Regions from separate parts of the Gossypium hirsutum genome. Here region 2 is linked to region 1. The links are chromatin contacts, called in public Hi-C maps. All regions are on one chromosome and are shown on one strand. The core of a region is the stretch at or near the end of the contact, and the rest is flanking DNA. Distances in the headings are between cores, read along the strand shown.

Evidence for each region. Hi-C and Micro-C count contacts between places; a contact is called where the count stands out from the background.
Region 2: a contact with region 1 is called in a Hi-C map of leaf, with 4 times the contacts expected there. The contact joins the promoter of LOC107921071 here to the enhancer-like site in region 1. A contact is called at or near these places in 8 of 34 Hi-C or Micro-C datasets (hypocotyl and leaf).

The regions. Positions count from the first base shown.
Region 1 is chrD01:52,041,926-52,044,679 of Gossypium_hirsutum_v2.1, reverse strand. No RefSeq gene overlaps it. Among protein-coding and RNA genes, the nearest start is that of LOC107922586, 12 kb to the right of the region's middle. Within about 2 kb of position 1,434, at least 9 of the 9 cell types and tissues checked have an H3K27ac peak or open chromatin away from gene starts, as enhancers often do. A contact at or near this core is called in hypocotyl and leaf, where this site is marked.
Region 2 is chrD01:52,141,536-52,144,289 of Gossypium_hirsutum_v2.1, reverse strand. LOC107921071 (alpha-L-fucosidase 3) reads left to right here and starts at 1,332. Exons shown (of 5, transcript XM_016850923.2): 1 at 1,332-1,845. The coding sequence starts at 1,596.

The DNA.
Region 1 (2,754 bases), core at 185-2,684:
CTCATTCATTTGAACTTTCATCCCTATGTCTTGATTCTCCAGATCGATTCTCCCCCCATCTTCCCTTCCCTTTTCCTTCTTCCTCTTCTCGTAGCCATATACTATTCATTGAAAGGGCTCTTCGAGATTGCACTCACAATGATAAATCCCAGCCCAATTCTTCTGTATCTGCCCTTGTCATCATTTTTATCTCATAGAATGAATCATTATGCCCCAATCTTCCGCAGTAGAAACAAAAAAGCGATAACCGTTCATACTTAAACTTGACATATGACCTAACCACATTGCACAAATCTTGCTTCTTCCTTTTCAGAGGCTTCCTAACATCAATCTGTACTCTTACCCTCATATAATTACGATTTTCCTTTCCTAGATTTGAAGTATCATATTCTAGGAAAACACCTAAAAAATTACCCAGTTGGATTGCTAGCTTTTTAGAGAATAATCCAATTGGGACATCATGGATTAGAACCCAGAAAGGAGTAAATATTAGCGGCACTTTTAATGGATCTTCGCCTCTCCCCAACTTATTCAATGATGGCAAGTGGTTATTAAAAGTCCATGGTAGACCTTTTAGAACCCTTTCCATATCCATATTATGATCATAATTGGAACAAATACCTTTTTTCACCAGATCTCTAATTTGGACCCCATAAACAGGGTGCCACAGATTTGCCATAGTGCTTTTCATGGTGGAAAATGAATAACACTTGCTGTTAAGAAACATCCCACAAGCTGGAACTCCCCCACTCCACTTTGATTACCCGGATCTGCCTGAATCTGCAATATTTCTTCTTCTTCCTCATTAATCGATAATTGTGCTAATTCATTCTCCATGGCTACAGGTTGATAAACATAATAACACAAACACCCCTTTTTCAGATTTCAGGAAAAAAGATCAGAAGCAAAGAAGGCAATTGGTAAAACATAACACAAACGATTAAAGAAAAACAAAAACGTGCCAGCGGCGGCAGACCTAAACGTGCTAGGGGAGTAGACTCTTTATTTATTTTTATTAAAATAATTATATTTATTCTATTTCAAATTAGAAAATTTTACACATAAGAATGTGTAAAAATTACACATTTAAAACACAATTGATGGACATAATAAAATGTGCATAAAAGCAATCAAAATAAAACTTTGGTCAAGTGGTGAATTTAAGTTTTTACTAATACAATTAACTTAGGTTCAAATTGTATCATATGTATATTTTTATTGGGCTTGTAAAATAAAAAGATAAGTATCATCGAGTAAGATAACTTATTTTAAATATGAAAGGACATCAAATTAATTTTTTATTATACATCTTTTATGGTTTTTATTATTATTTTCAATTAGATCAAAATACATATTAAATCATTGATTCTAATTTTGACTTGGGCTATTCAAATGAACCTTTTGACTTGGTCTACCGCTTAGATACCCAATATTCTGGTTTCTAGTTTTGTCTCCCGAGATTAATAGCCCAACATGTAACCCTTGTAGGTGGTTTCATATAAACAAGATGACAAATTTTAAATTTTAAATTTTAGCAACTTTAGAATTTTGGGAAATCTGGCCTTTACCGAACCTTGCCCAAATTTGAGGACTGAAACTCTGAAGAAGGATCCACACATAGGGCAACATCGAAAGTCATCTCATTACCTTTTTGTTAATTGGATAACATGACATGTAAAATCATCTATGACTCAAAATTATGTTGCCCAAGTGGATTGGACGACAGACACACTTAGTTGGTTCTTCATCCACTACCTATTTGAAAAGTCTTCAACTCATAATTTCTCTTTCAAGTTCTAAGCTTAACAATAAAATCTCAAATCTAATTTGGACAACCATGAAAGTCATTAAATAACGATATTAGGAAGAACTTCAATAGAAATTTATAATGATTTTTTTTGTATGTATCAAAATTAAACAAATACTATAAAAACAGGTTATGTCTAACATTATTTATGGAAATAGGTTAAGATGAAGATTGGAGAGGGCTTGTGGCAGTTCGCATAGTAGATATGCGGAAAGTTTTTAGAGGGGTTTTAATGATAAAGACAAAGATGTCTAGAGAATTGAGGGGTCTTTTTTTGAAGTCTTCTCTTTGATGATATAACACGCTTTATATGCTTCTTACGATGGTGTCGGTTCATGGGTTTCGAAAGTTGTGTCATTACAAATTTTTGCATGTGTATTGGGATGTAATGAATGGATGTGTGTCACTTTCTACATATTTCCTGTTATGTATTGTCTTTTATCTGTTAGAAAAGTGTTTAGAAAACATATAAGAGTTGACGTAGCAGAATTTTTTAAAAGAAATTGAAAATGATTTTTATGGCGATATCTAAAGTAATAAATTTGATAAAAATTAGTACATGTGTTTCACGGCTCAGGATGTATATCCAAATTACGAAAGGTTATAGGAAAGTGTTTAAATTTTTTGATTAACTCAAACAAAATTCAAAATTTTCAAGTTTTCAACTGAATAATCTTTTCTATTATTCTCAAACTCTTAGATGCTTAGGAAGTTGACACTAACTCAAGGAGCTTTACACAAGAAAAAATTTGAAACTTCAAAAGAGGGAGAAGTCAAAATCTCTATGTATCCTGAAATAGAAATTTTAACTTCTAGACACAAATTACAATCATTAGATATTACAATTATAATTCTCACAAAGTTAAAATTCAAACTCAATAAAATAAAATTTATTTGAGTATAAAAAAATTTACTTAAATATACTTTCAATAACCTTTTACAGAGTT
Region 2 (2,754 bases), core at 83-2,582, 100 kb before region 1:
AAACAGGAGCACATCAAAGTCAAAACACATATACTTTAAGTTCCTGGTTGTTAAAGTAAAAGTTTAGAATGGTTAGGTGCCTATAAAGCATATTAGGACAAACTCCAAGATTGCGGATTTGCTTACTAAGGGACTACACCTAAGGTTTTATAAGAGCACACTGCTCATATGGATGTAATATCATTTAAGGATATTTGGTTTTACTGGGAGTTTGTACTTTTAAATACTTTTATGTTATAAACACATTTTCAGTTATTTCAGTTTATGGATATTAAGTTTAGTTTTTGCAGAAATAAAGTTTATTTGGTTTATTCACATTCTGATTTTGGTAAGGTTTGATCTCACTAAGGTTTAAGAAAGACCAGTTGGAAATAGACATGTTTAGATCATATTACATGTAATTTTTATGCTACACATCCACACTTGATCTATGTCATTTGATTGTGTTAATATATGTGATTAGGGATGGATTTAGTTACGATATATGTAACGAAAGTCGTCTTGGTTCTATGTTAACATAATTGATGGACGAGATTGTTCGGAATACCTTTTTGATATGATAGTAAAATTTTTGAGCTCATAAGGTTATATAATGACATGTAACTATAAAGTAATTATTATATATATGTGTGGTCCAAGTGGGAGATTGTTGGAAAATATGGCATCACATATATAATAAGGGTAATTACATGTTATTATTTACTATCATGATAGGCTAGCCAAAATTAAAAGTGATCTAATTTGGTTAAAGTTTTATTGGGCTTTAATTATTAAATAAAGTATAGGTCAAATATGTGTAGATACTCTAGTAATTAAGTTCTAATCAAATTCTAATTAATGATGGGCTAATTAGGAATTAGGGCTAATATGCCAAAGTTATAAATATTAGGGTTATGATCCTCAAATTATATATAAGCTAACTTTTCTAATATCCCATCTTTAGAAAAGAGAGAGCCACATTCTTTAGATTACTTGTATACTAATTTGGAATATCAAAACCCTAATATCCGTAGATTTTAAGAAATCGATGAATTCAGGTACGCTTCCGCATCTATTTTTTTCTTGATTTATTCTTGATAATTTGACATGATAGATCCTGGTTTACAATTCTAATTTTTTTATTAGATATTATTTACAATTCTAACATAATGATGAAATTGAAAGGTTTTATAATTAAACTACTAAAATAAAAATATACTAATAATTTGGTGATCGCCAATATAATTTACCCAAAGATGAAAGATGATCATGCGGATTGTGGAGTATTGAGGACCATCTAACTCTGCCAGCCAGAGGCTAATAAGTTCAGCCAACAATTTGTTTAGAAATTTGGTAAGTCCTACCAATTTTGTACTCTATCCTTTTTACTTTTTAAGAAATAGTGAAATTACTGAAAAGTGCATATGCTTAATTTTAAATTTTAACCCATTTTTGTATTCCCGAAAGGTGTTAAAAGACATTTTCATAGTTAAAGAAAGCTTTGGAAGAATTAAAAAAAAAAAAAAAACAATTTATAGGCAGGCAATTGTCTTCATCACTGAGTCGCAAAACCCTGACTCTCTTGCTTTTGAAGCCTTTAGTTTCTACTCCTACTTATGGCTTTTGATGGATCTTCCATTATAGTTGTGGCTATATTTGGTGTCTTCTTAGTGAACCTTACTTCATCCTTGGTGCTTGCTAAAGGCCCGTGCCAGTTTCCGGCAATATTCAACTTCGGTGACTCAAACTCCGACACTGGAGGGTTGTCAGCTGCATTTGGTCAAGCTCCTCCTCCTAATGGAATGTCTTACTTTGGTCACCCTGCTGGCCGTTACTGCGATGGCCGCCTTGTCATCGACTTCTTAGGTACTTCTTTTCTTTTCCTTTGGTTTATATGTTTTTTGATATTATATATATATCATCAAACCCTGGATCTTCCAATATTTCTAATCATAATAGCAATCAAAATGTAGACTTTTTTCACCATAAGTTCACTTTAATCTTTAGTATACTACCATAAATAAGTTAAATTAATTTACTGATTGGTGATTGAGAGTAGTCACAACAACGCCGGCAGCATCCACCGACGCTAAGCCAAAGTAAACTTTTGTTTTTTGTCGTGACCCGGAAAGAAAAGGTTATCTTTAAGAATAATTTTTCTTCTGACTCTGACTTCACTAAAAAAGAGAGAAAAAAAGAGAGAGTAAAACGTGGAATTTGGAATTTAGCGAATGGTTTTTAAGATTATGTATCCATTCCGGCCTAAACAAATTCAATATAAACTCCTTATTAAGATAATAATACAAATATATGCATAACCTAAAAATGATTAGAGAATGGTATCTAAAATTATCTAATATTTATATAGGTGAAAGTTGGATGGATGCCCCAGTTTCATACCCTTCTTTCAAACCAATCAAAATTCTTACCTGTAGCAAATAAAAAAAAAAGAATAAAAGAAAAAAGGCAACAAGTTACGATTTTTAACCAAGTCAATAGAAAACAAAAATCAAATCAACCCATACAGTCACTTTCAGTTTTCAGTAAAATCATGATTTTACTTTCAAACTCCATTATTGGAATGGATGGAATTCGATTTAGATTAAACTTGATACATTTTTTTTATCAAAAGGTTTTGTTTTGATACATTTTATATCAGTAGGGTTTAATTTGATATCTTTTCTTGGGTTATGACAGATAGAAATGGAGGAATATTTTTGAACCCAGCTCTTGGCCTAACTTACTTGGTGGGTTCAAAATTTCAAATGTATGTGT